2 separate regions of the Mus musculus genome follow, and region 1 is linked to region 2. Evidence: chromatin contacts called from public Hi-C data. All regions are on one chromosome and are shown on one strand. Each heading gives the region's core, a stretch centred on a gene start, on an enhancer-like site or on the middle of the called end of the contact. The rest is flanking DNA. Distances are from core to core; before and after follow the strand shown. Region 1 holds the start of Gm35260 (a long non-coding RNA gene). Region 2 overlaps 4930568D16Rik (RIKEN cDNA 4930568D16 gene).

Region 1 (5,780 bases), core at 3,246-5,745, 150 kb after region 2:
GAGCTACAGGATTCTGTGAAGGTTCAGAATGGCTGATTTCAGAGATCTTGGCTGGGTAGGGAATCTTATCACCAACACAATGCCCGAGAATGTGAAGTCCAGATTCCATCTGTCTCACAGACAGCCTGTCTCCACAGTTGGAGCTGAGAAGCTGAGGAAGGGAGGTAGCCAGGAAGCCTGGTAGAAAGTCACCCCTTCTGGTTCGTGGTCCCCCAAAAAACCCTTCCAGAAAGCATACTGTTTTTAAGGTAGACTTCAGCTCATGCCCTCATAGAAGGGTAGGTTTACATGCCAGCCTTGTTGCTTACTTGGAGATTTCTGAACCCCTGTGTTTTTCAGATGGGATCATAGCAGTTGGCTGGGCAGGTTCATTGTGGAGTACCAAACGAAAAAATGTGCAAGCTATATATGTCTTAGTTAGGGTTTTACTGCTGTGAACAGACACCATGACCAAGACAACTCATAAGGACAGCATTTAATTGGGGCTGGTTTTCGTGTTCAGAGGTCCAATCCATTATCATCAAGGTGGGGGAGCACTGCAGCATATAGGCAGGCATGGTAAAGGAGAAGCTAAAAGTTCTACATTTTCATCTGAAGGCCACTAACAGAAGACTGGCTTCCAGGCAGCTAGGATGAGGGTCTTAAGCCCACACCCACAGTGGCATTCCTACTCCAACAAGGCTACACCTACTCCAACAAGGCCATACCTCCAAATAGTGCCACTCCCTGGGCCAAGCATATACAAACCACCACACCATGGGTCACCATCATGACACAGTGACTTTAACATCGAGTGGCAGGCCTTTGGTCTCCTTCATCAGGATCTTACTTGACAGCTGAAGAACTTGGGGCCCATTGGGGTATGGAGTAGAATGAGGAAGAGTCTGGCCTGAAATCCAAAGCAAGACTGCAGTGTCCAGGCTTAGGCCTCCAGTGTGCAGAACAGTCCGTTCTCTGTGCACAGGGTGAGGCAGAAATCCACGTAAGGTGGTGTCAAAAGGAACTACTCAGAGAAAGATTCCAGGAGTGGGCAGAGTCTGAGCTGAAATTATCTAAGGCAAAGTGTGTTCATCAGAGGAAGGGGAAGTAAGGGGAGCCTCTCTGCAGGCCGCGGTGGATAATGGAGCAGAGTTCAAGTGCAGGGAGGGGAGACACACCAGGCAGGTCCAGAGCAGAGACATGGAAGTCACAGGGGCAGAGACCTTGGCAGAGGCCTCAAAGAAAACAGGTTTTTGTTGTTGTTCTTTTACAGAAAGAAGCCATCAGTTTGGAGAGGGGATGAATTAAGGTCTCATGTAGCCCAGAATGGCCCTATGAAGCTGAGGATGTCTTTAACTCCACCAGGACCTCCTATCATCACCTCTCAAGCACTGGGATTACATGTGTGCAGGGGCCATTGCCTTTATCTCAGCTCCTATGACATCTTTATCAAACAATGAGCTCTACATTCCATAAACAGAAACCAGAAGGCACATCTCTTTTTTTCCTTATTTATCTTTACTTTTTTTTTTTTTTTTTTTTTTTTTTTTTTTTTTTTTTTTTGGTTTTTCAAGACAGGGTTTCTCTGTGTAGCCCTGGCTGTCCCGGAACTCACTCTGTAGACCAGGCTGGCCTGGAACTCAGAAATTCGCTGCCTCTGCCTCCCAAGTGCTGGGATTAAAGGTGTGCGCCACCACGCCAGGCTCTTATCTTTACTTTTGATAGGTTTATGTGTGTGCTATCAGACAGACAACTTCAAATTTCCCATTAAAAGCAAGCAGGCTGGCAGGGCAGAGAGCTGGCAACAGATAAGGAGTATGTCAGCCCCCCACAAGTGCCTATCTCAGGACACACACACACAATGGGAAGAAGCCACAACTGTCCCCCCACCCCACAGCTGCACGCTGAGCTGCTGTTGGGAGAGGCTCTGCCAGAGCTACCCAAGTTTTACAGGTAGAGCTGTGCTGGCTACTGCTGCTATAAGCCATCTTTGAAAGGACCTGTAAAACAAAATCAGCTTTGGGAGATAGAGCGAGCAGCTCACTCTAAAGCTTTAAAGCAAGCATGCTTACTGCCTCTGACAGAATAAAATACTTGTGTTCTACCAGAAGTGAAAGGCGTGCGCCACCACCGCCCAGCATGTCCCATGCTTTTGTTTCCTGAGTCTGGCAGCACACTCTGCAGGCTGGCAATGGGGTTAGAGGAAGTGATATAAACACATCTATTCACAAGTAATCACCTCCTTCCAGTCTTCTGCCAGAGACCAGGCTAGATCCTAATTAAGGAACAAAGTCACTCTTTCTAGCACTAGACCAGTGCCCTCCCCCTCCCCTCCCCTGCCCAACCCTCACCCTCACCCCTATCCCAGCCAGCCACAGCTCTTTGCAGTGTAAAGGGTTGTCAATCCTTGGGAGCTACTTGCTAGCACACAGTTCCTGGGAGATTTAGAAGGTGCTGTTGGTAGTAGGTGCTTCAACTTTCCATCTCAAAAAACCCCTTGCTGTTGCCTTGGTGACTTCAACTACATAGCATTTGGCAGCATCCGAAGAACACTTTCATGCATTATCTCATTCAGTGTCCTGATGACTCTGAAGCGCATATGATTCCTCTCACTTTGGGGATTAGAAACTGCAGTTCCCAGTCTGAGAAGACTGTGCAGACACCCAGCCTGTTAAGCGGCACAGCTGGAAGTCACTTAGCCGCAGAGGAAGTACCCAGGGTCTGCTGCGCGTAAGCAGCACTTAGCGTGGGCTAAGCGCTTTACAAACCTTATCCAGTGAAGAAGCCTTAGAACTCCTTCCGAAGTGTGCATATTGGCCCCAGGGGATCACGTGACACACCCAGACTCCAGTGACTCAGGAATGTAGTGTTCAGAGTGAGACTCTACTGCTGTCTGTGGTAGAGCAGCCTTGGGAAGCAGGTGAACAGGGCAGTGCCAGGATGTCCTTGAAAACACCCCGGGGATAACCACTTTCCTCCCAGGTGATTGCCTTTTCTTTCTTTTATGTGAGTGTGCTATCTTCAGACACACCAGAAGAGGGCATCAGATCCCATTACAGAGGTTATGAGCCACCATGTGGTTGTTGGGATTTGAACTCAGGACCTCTGGAAGAGCAGTCAGTGCTCCTAACCGCTGAGCCATCTCTCCAACCCCTCATGTGGTGATTTTCACATTTCCTTCTTGTACCTAAGCTATCATTAGTACACTCTGGTATGGAAACAGACAAGATGATTCACTGGGTAAAGACATGGGCCTACATGTCTCATGTCCTGGCTCCAATCTCCAGGAATCGTGTGGTAAACAAATGAAAAAGATTCTTGAGAGTTGTCCTCTGGCTTCCACACATGCTGTGGCACGCACATATCACACACACAAAATAAATAAGAAAAAAACTTAAAAGACAGTCTAGAATGGTTAGGCATCGTGGTTCATGCCTATGATCCTAACGTTTTGGGGGGGCAGGTATGCAGAAGCAGGAGGGTCACCCTAAGCTCGAGGTTAATCAGAGCTCTGTGGGAAGACCCTGTCTCAGAACAAACAAGTTGAGAAAAGACACTGCATTGATAGAGCTTGCTCCCCTGAGGCCTGCTGCTTACTTCCCATGTACCACCCCCCCTCCCCCCCGCCCCTCTAGGTGAGTATCTCTGCAACGGCCAGCAGCAGAGAAGTGATGGTTAGCACTTGCCTCTAGCCATGGAAAGATGGAAAGAACATCATGGCAAACTTAGAACTATCCTCAGGAAGCAGAGGAAACTGCGGCTGGCCATGTTTGATGTGCAGTGGATTAGGCTAGCCCACTCATTGTGCAGTGGACCAGGCTAGCCCAGATGCCTGTCCTGTTCTCCTACGAACTCTTCCAGGACCAGTTTCTTTCTGAGGATGTTTCCCAGGCTGCAAGCTCCTTTGGAAAGTCACCAGAGTCCCCCCAAAAGGACCTCTTGGATCATACTGTCTGTGACTACCCAGGGGTGACATCAGTTATAAAGCACAGCCTTCCCAAATGAATGCTTGGGATGCTCTCAAATGTCACAAGAAGAAGGGGGGAATGGCTACGAGCTTACTTATGTTCGCTTCGGGCAGCTGTGTTTTGCAGGCCCTCTGTGGGGTGTTTTCTGCAGTCCTGAGGGAAAAAGGCTTTGACTTATTCCAGCACAAAACAGCTATTTATAGCCACCAAGCGTGGGAAATGCTGGGCGTGGGACACTTGGTCGACAACCCAGTAAGAATCAGGCTTACAGAAACAGGCCACAGAGACCTGGAGAACACTTGGCAAAGCCTGTGGCCACATGGACTCTGGCCACCCACAGGCATGGACTAGGTACCTTGGAACAAGTTGCAGAGCTGTCCTGACCTCAAATCCCAATGTGTAAAAGAACAGAAATTCCTGCCACATGTGGTTTAAGTAAAGAACAAATGAGATAGTGTAAAAAGAGGATGTTCAGTAATGTCGTGGGTGCTCCGTCTCCATGACTTCTGAGCCCACGGCTTCTCCATTCCTGGATTCAGCCACCCCCCCAGAGCAAATATATTACAAACACCAGAATCACACTGCAGCCACATGTGCAACGATAGCCCCTCTGTAGTGAGCATGGACCAATTTTTTTTTTTTAACCAGGATTTCCTAGACAATACATTTAGTCTCTTAACCCTTTCCTTGTGTTAGGAGTCAAAAGTAAGCTTAAATTATGATTTAAGTAAACAGGGGTGAGGGAAATGCTCAACTTCTGTGGCTGTTTGCCATCTCATCTAAGGGACTGACACACCCACTACTGTTGGCATTCCAGGGAATCCTGGAACCATGGATCTGTGACTGTTGCTGTTATCTACAGTCGATAGGTGAGAAGACTGAGCGGGGGTGGGAGAGGAAGTAGGGAGAGTGACCTTCTCTGACCCCATCTGTTACACAGGTTGATTCTTAGAACCGTGACAGCATTCGCTCCACACACACCCCACCCCCACTCCCCATAGATAAGTACGTTAGCCAGGAAGCAGAAGAACATCTGAGACCCTCAAGCTAGAGTTATAGGCACTTAGGGAACTGAACCCAGGGCCTCCGTATGAGCAGCAAGTGCTCTTAATTGCTGAGACATCTCTCCAGCCTCATCTTTTTACTTAAAAAAAAAAATGTCTTATCTATTCATGTGTGTGTGTGTGTGTGTATGCATGCACACGTGCACGCCCCCCACCCCCAGGTCAGAAGTCAACAGCATCTTCTTCAATTCCAGCATCTTCTTCAATTGCTCTCTGAAGGGCTGGCTCGATAGCAGGCCTGAGCATAGCAAACATGGTGTCTACAGGCTTTTACTTTTCTCTCTCCCTAAAACTGTTAGATTACATTCCTAAAGCTACCCTGGATGAGACAGGCTGACTCCATGACCGGCTTCAAATTGGCAGTTCAGGAGATTAGGCCTAAAAGCCCAGGCTTCAGGCAGCTAGTCAGAAACTGCCCTGCCATCAGAAACTGCCCCACCACCTGACCTGAAGCAAGGGCAATGGGTCAGCAGTTTCCAGGTGGCCTCCACACCCCGGTAATGGAATGTCCTCAGAGATAGCGTAAAACACTTACCCTGGGATTCTCCTAGGGTGCTTTAAATCAGGCCTGCATGCTCACTTCAGAGTCTCTATCTTGGTAATAGGAGACTCCAGCAGGCAGGACTTCTGCAGAATAAAACCCTCTTTGCGTTTATACACTATTTGAGTTCAGTTCATTCCTGAGACAAAACACTAAGGACCAGCAATCAAAATTCATTATTTGGCTAACATGTTCAATCAAGACTTAGCAACTCTCCCTATCACAGAC
Region 2 (5,934 bases), core at 1,223-3,722:
GCATCATGGCCAAGAAGCAAGTTGGGGAGGAAAGGGTTTATTAGGCTTACACTTCCACATTGCTGTTGATCACCAAAGGATGCAGGACTGGAACTCAAGCAGGTCAGAAAGCAGGAGCTGATGCAGAGGCCATGGAGGGATGTTCTTTACTGGCTTGCTTCCCCTGGCTTGCTCAGCCTGCTCTCTTATAGAACTCAAGACTACCAGCCCAGAGATGGTCCCACCCACAAGGGGCCTTTCCCCCTTGATCACTAATTGAGAAAATACCTTACAGTTGGATCTCATGGAGGCATTTCCTCAACTGAAGCTCCTTTCTCTGTGATAACTCCAGTTGTTTCAAGTTGACACAAAACTAGCCAGTACACATAGTAACAAATTCTTTAAAAGTGTACCATTACTATTTTAAGGATTCTTTAACTCATATATTTATTTTAAGCCTCCCTGTACTGAAAATGTATAAGCATACACTTATATTTCACAAATTTTAAACTACACTTTAAGACAGACTTACTGGGGTAATGGATGTGGCTCAGTTGGTAGAGTACTTACCTAGCATGGTCTTATGTTAGATCTCCACTTGAGAGATGGAGGCAAAGGGTTCAGGGGTTCAGAGTCATCCTTAGCTACATAGTGAGTTCAAGGCTAGTGTGGACTACATGAGATCTTGTCAAAAACCAAAGCAAAACAAACCAAAAACCTGTCACTATTTTGTCACAGTGATGAGACATAAATTAAATTTGCTATATACTCAAAGAAAATCTGTATTGAACATGAATTACACAGTGCCCATTGTGGTTTTGGTTTTTTATATTTTGTTTTGTTTTGTGGTTTGGTAGTACTGGTGTTTAAACCCAGGTCTTCATATATCCTAGCTAAGTGTTCTACCATTGAGCTACTCTGCCCCAAATCTATATGAGACAGTGAAACAATTTCAAGATTACTGATTTTCTCAATAAATTAGGCTAATATTTTTTTTTTGCCAGAATGAAAGAAAAAATATTTTAAAGATCCATGTTAAGAAATTGGTGGGAGTGTGTTACATGTAGCTTCTGCTACCCTGCCTAAGCTCCAGGAACAGACCACGTTACCAGCCCCCACCCAGAGAATATTGGCTCTGAGGATGAAAACACAGACATACACAGTTGTTCAAATGCTAGCAGGGTCCATTCCCAGAGCTTAGGTGGTTTAGCAAAGCTGCATGCAACAGATGGCACCCAAAGTGGAGCAAGAATCCACTATTAATTTAGGAATTCTCAGATGGAAAAAACACACACACACACACACACACACAGTGATATAAGTCTAGAAAGAGAGAATTGGTTTCTCTGTGAGCTTAGCAGAGTTAGTCACACGGTGGCTCCAGCACACAGGAAACTTGAACAAAGGAACACAGAGAGATCCTCAGCTCATAGATGCTGGGAACCTCTGCTGTGACGAGACAGATGCAAGGAGAGGGAGAGGGAGGAGAGGAAGGGAGAAGGAGAGAGGGAGGGGGAGGGGGGTAGAGAGGGAGGGGAGAAGGAGAGGAGGGGGAGAGGAGAGGAGAGATGAGGAGAGGAGAGATGAGGAGAGGAGGGATGAGGAGAGGAGAGGAGGGGAGGGGAAGAGAAGGAGAAGGAGAAGGAGAAGGAGAAGGAGAAGGAGAAGGAGAAGGAGAAGGAGAAGGAGAAGGAGAAGGAGAGGAGGAGAGGAGGAGAGAAGGAGAGGAGAGATGGAGAGAAGGAGAGAGGAGAGATGGAGAGAAGGAGAGAGGAGAGAGGAGAGGAGAGAGGAGAGGAGGAGAGGATTTTCCTATGCCTCTGAGGGAGAAAAGGTGACTAGCCATGTGAGATCTTAGATGGAGTGGCCACACACCTGCTCCTACATACAGGTGGGTAGTCGGGATGTTTAGCTGGGACTAGATGTAACTGAGCAACTAAAGTTGAGGGCAGATTTAGGATGCTGAGCAAAGAATATTTATAAGGGCATGTTTCTCCAGGTGGGAGATAAGTAGCATCCAGCAATTGTGCCAAAAAGCAAGTTGAATTTGAACACCCGTGTGTGTGTCTGTGTTTTCATCCAAGGATCCAATATTCTCTAGGTAGGTGCTGCTAACATGGTCCTTTCCGGGAGCTTTGGCAGGGTAACACAGCTACATGCAACAGGTATGGGAGACAGCTCAGTGAGAAAGTTCTTCCTATACAAGCACAAGGAATTCAACCCCCAACACCCAAGTGGTGACTTCATGGTGATGCGTTTGCAGAGGACCCTGGGTAAGTTCTCAGCACCCATATATAATGGCTCTCAACCTCTTGTAGCTCCAATTCCAGGAGATCACCATCTACTGACTTTTGTGGGTTCCTACACACACAAACTCATGCATACAAGCTCATGCAGTGTGTGTGTGTGTGTGTGTGTGTGTGTGTGTGTGTGTGTGTGTGTGTGTGTATTTTAAATGGGGCGTTTTGGTGCATGCCTGTAATTCCAGCAGTGGAAGGGGGAGACAGGAGCACCCTAGGGGTGTAGGGAGTAGCCAGCCTAGACAGGTATTGAACATGACTTAAAATATAAGGTGGAAAGTGATACAGGAAGATATCCAGTGCCACTGGCCCACATACACACGCATACTCATGAGCACGCATACACACTCACAATAAACAAATTTAGGGGCTGAAGACATGGATTAGTGGTTAAGAGTGTACTGCTCCTGCAGAAGACTTAAATTTGATTATCAGAACCCATATGGACTTGCTAAGAGCAGCCTGCAGCTCCAGCTGCAGAGAGCCCAGCAGCCCTTCTACTCTTCTGCAGGCATGTACACTTATGTGCGCACACACACACAATTAAAACTAAAGTGTTAACGTTTTAAAATACAACATTGTTTAACAGAAGATTAAACAGAAGATGAAGAGGTAAATCTTTAGAGTCCTTAACTATGAAACCCTTCCTCTGAGAGAGAAATGCTGGTCAGAGGACACGCCATACAAAGGAGGCTCAGTATGCTAGTGAGCAACAGGAGCAGTCCTCTAGATGCCATCATCACAGCTTTGCCTCTCAAACCTGGTTCTGCCTTAGTGAGTCTGTGCAGAGTGGCCCCCAGCACAGGAATGGAGATTATATGTGGCTAAACAATGTGTCCATCACTTAGATGGAGCTAGGCAGGCAGTGAGTGTCCAGTGTCATACACACTGCCTAGCTGAGGAGTCAGTGAATTTTATGATGAAGTGTGTCACAGTTGGCTTATTTCCAGCACAGCCTCTGTCCTTACTATGCATCTGTCTGTCCAGAAGCAGCCAGCCTACCAGAAAGTGGGAGAGTCAACAGAAGTCTCCATTTCAGTGCAAATTGAGAGCTTGATTCTCTGCAAGGTTGAGGTCCTGTCAATGATTTTTTTTTCCTGGTTACATGTTTTTCAAAGTTGAAATGCATAGTCCATAAGGGTAGGTGGATGTGAGAAAGTGTCTGCTCTTGATTACATGAGATAATTAATTTATAGTGTTTGATTTATGACTGCAGATTCCATGGGTTGGGTGATACTACTTCACAAGAGAGGAATCCCTTCCTCAGGAAATAAAGTCATGGTCCATAAAACCACTTGCAGGTCATTGGAGTTTTCTTAACTGTTGAATTAAAAGGTAAAAATATCATTAATATACTGGCTTGGAAAATGATTCTCATTACCAAGGAGATACAAGTTGCTACTGCAAAAAAAATGACAGCAAAGAGAACTGCCTTCCAAAGAACTCTCTGGGATGCTCTCCACTAAGCTCATGTCCAGGACTAATGGTCCTTGGGAAATTGTGGTGCCTCAACAGGACTGCACCCCTGAGGGACTTGGGGTCGTCAATGGAGGTGATCAGAACAGAGGCCAAGAGTGTATTAGCAGTGGATAAGGGAGCCATGGATCTGATTATCATCTACTTCCACTTAGTATCCATCTCTGCAGCAGCTGTTGCAATAGGACTGTAACAATGATTTATTGTGTACGTTACTTTATTTTCTCCTCTTTTGCTGCTACTTTGTAGGGTGAGTGTTGGGCATGGCTAATGTCATCCTGTGATGATACTGTGATGGCACTGATGGATGGCTTCTCTTTCACAGCCCTGGCAATCCCTGATCTCCTATAAACCATGCGTCACTTGCTCTTCTAGGCCTAGGCATGCTCACAGCCAAGAATGAAATATTTAATATTATAAAACTAACATCAAGAAAGTATGTAAAATAAGTAAAACATTACTAATATTTACCCATTATAGATTGGAAAATAAATAGTAATTGAATAGCCTAAATCAAAGATTAAATTTTGTGTCATTTATCTATTTATTTGTTTGTTTGTCTGTCTGTCTGACTATTTATTTATTTATTTATATTTTTAATGTTTTTATATATGTGAATACTCTGTTGCTGTCTTCAGACACACCCTCTGAAGAGGGCATCAGATCCCACTACAGATGGTTGTGAGCCACCATGTGGTTGCTGGGAATTGAACTCAAGACCACTGGAAGAGCAGCCAGTGCTCTTAACTGCTGATCCATCTCTTCAGCCCCTAGTTATTTATTTTAAAGGCTTACTTATTTTCATTTTCTAAGTGTGTTTTGTCTGCATGTATGCATGTTTACCACCTGTATGCCTGTACCCAATGAGCCCAAAAGACAGCATGGGATCCCCTAGAACTGGAGTTATATATGACTATGAGCGGCCACGCAGGTGCTGGGAATCAATCCTGGGTCCTCTGTAAGAGCAACGTGCACCATTAACTTCTGAGCCATCTCTACAGTTCCTATTTGTTTGTATTTACTCTTACTTCTGTACGTGTGTGTGCTGTATATGTTTATGTGCACGTTTACATATATGTGGGTGTATGTCGGTGCATGTGCATGTAGAGGCTAGATGTTGGCATGGGGTATCTTCCGTACTTGCCCTGCAGCTTATGTATTGAGGCTGTCTCTCACTTGAATTCAGAGCTTACCATTGAGGCCAGCTAGCCAGTTTGCTCCAGGGATCCTCTGTCTCCACGCTTCGAGCACAGGGGGAACAGACTGGTTACCACGTATACCCAGCATTTCTGTGAATGCTGCGGGTCCAAACTCTGGTCCTCATGCATATGAAGCATTCATTTTACCACACAGAGCCAACTTCCCAGACCTTAAAACCTGAAGTCTCCATGCTAGAAATCCATACTCTCACATGGTATGTGCACACACACACACACACACACACACACACACACACACACTTATATTTATTGGAATATAATAAACCCTAAATTACAACTATCAGACAATGTCAAGGAAATCACTATAAATGTTTTATAAGCATGTTTATCCTGTACAAACATAAAACCGATTTATATACAACCATTACAGAATAATCATTTCCTTCGAGTGTCAATGGCAAATGAGCATAGCAAGAAGAATTGACACCAGCAAAACATAATATATACATCTGTAGAAATGTCACAGTGAAACATTCATTTGTATAATTAATATTCAAATTATAGTGATCATAAATTAAAATTTAGAGGAGTCAATATTGGCATTTTTAGATTTTACTTAAAGACATTTTCTCCCTATTAATACCAGGAATGTTAAACCAGATTGAATATGACAGCTTTCTTAATATACCCCTTAACTGCATGATTCTTGAAAAATAGACCATAAACATATGAAAAAAACCCTTAAAAGTAAAAAATAAAAAGTCTTAGAAAAAAGCTGGTTCTAGGTATCTGGAGTACCTACACTTGGATAACAGAATAACATTCTCTTTAAATTGAGTTACATTGTTATTTTGTTCTTACTTTGGATCAAACCAGGTGGAGAGATGAGGTTCTTCTAAGTGATCTTTCCTAGGAACAAAGAGAAGACTCACCTCAGGGGTCATCCACTCAATAGATTGCTGAATGTATGATACCATGGGCATAGTTTGATGCAAAGAAACAGAAATAGGAAATCTTAT

The links. A called contact is a pair of places that touch in the nucleus more often than the background predicts.
Region 1: a contact with region 2 is called in a Hi-C map of the N1E-115 cell line, with 3 times the contacts expected there. The contact joins two enhancer-like sites. A contact is called at or near these places in 1 of 39 promoter capture datasets (macrophages), 3 of 484 Hi-C or Micro-C datasets (the N1E-115 cell line, group 2 innate lymphoid cells and nephron progenitors), 2 of 115 datasets of contacts at active chromatin or transcription factors (large pre-B cells and microglia) and 2 of 9 other capture datasets (adipose tissue and liver).

Annotation. Positions count from the first base shown.
Region 1 is chr2:35,504,621-35,510,400 of GRCm38.p6, forward strand. It overlaps Gm35260 (a long non-coding RNA gene), which reads right to left and starts at 216. Exons shown (of 2, transcript XR_374283.3): 1 at 1-216. Gm35202 (predicted gene, 35202) reads left to right here. Exons shown (of 2, transcript NR_168303.1): 2 at 1,253-1,472. Within about 2 kb of position 4,496, at least 105 of the 459 cell types and tissues checked have an H3K27ac peak or open chromatin away from gene starts, as enhancers often do. A contact at or near this core is called in the N1E-115 cell line, where this site is marked.
Region 2 is chr2:35,356,544-35,362,477 of GRCm38.p6, forward strand. 4930568D16Rik (RIKEN cDNA 4930568D16 gene) reads right to left here. Exons shown (of 6, transcript NM_029463.1): 4 at 5,777-5,824. Among named protein-coding and RNA genes, the nearest start is that of 4930568D16Rik, 8.2 kb to the right of the region's middle. Within about 2 kb of position 2,473, at least 1 of the 459 cell types and tissues checked has an H3K27ac peak or open chromatin away from gene starts, as enhancers often do. A contact at or near this core is called in the N1E-115 cell line, where this site is marked.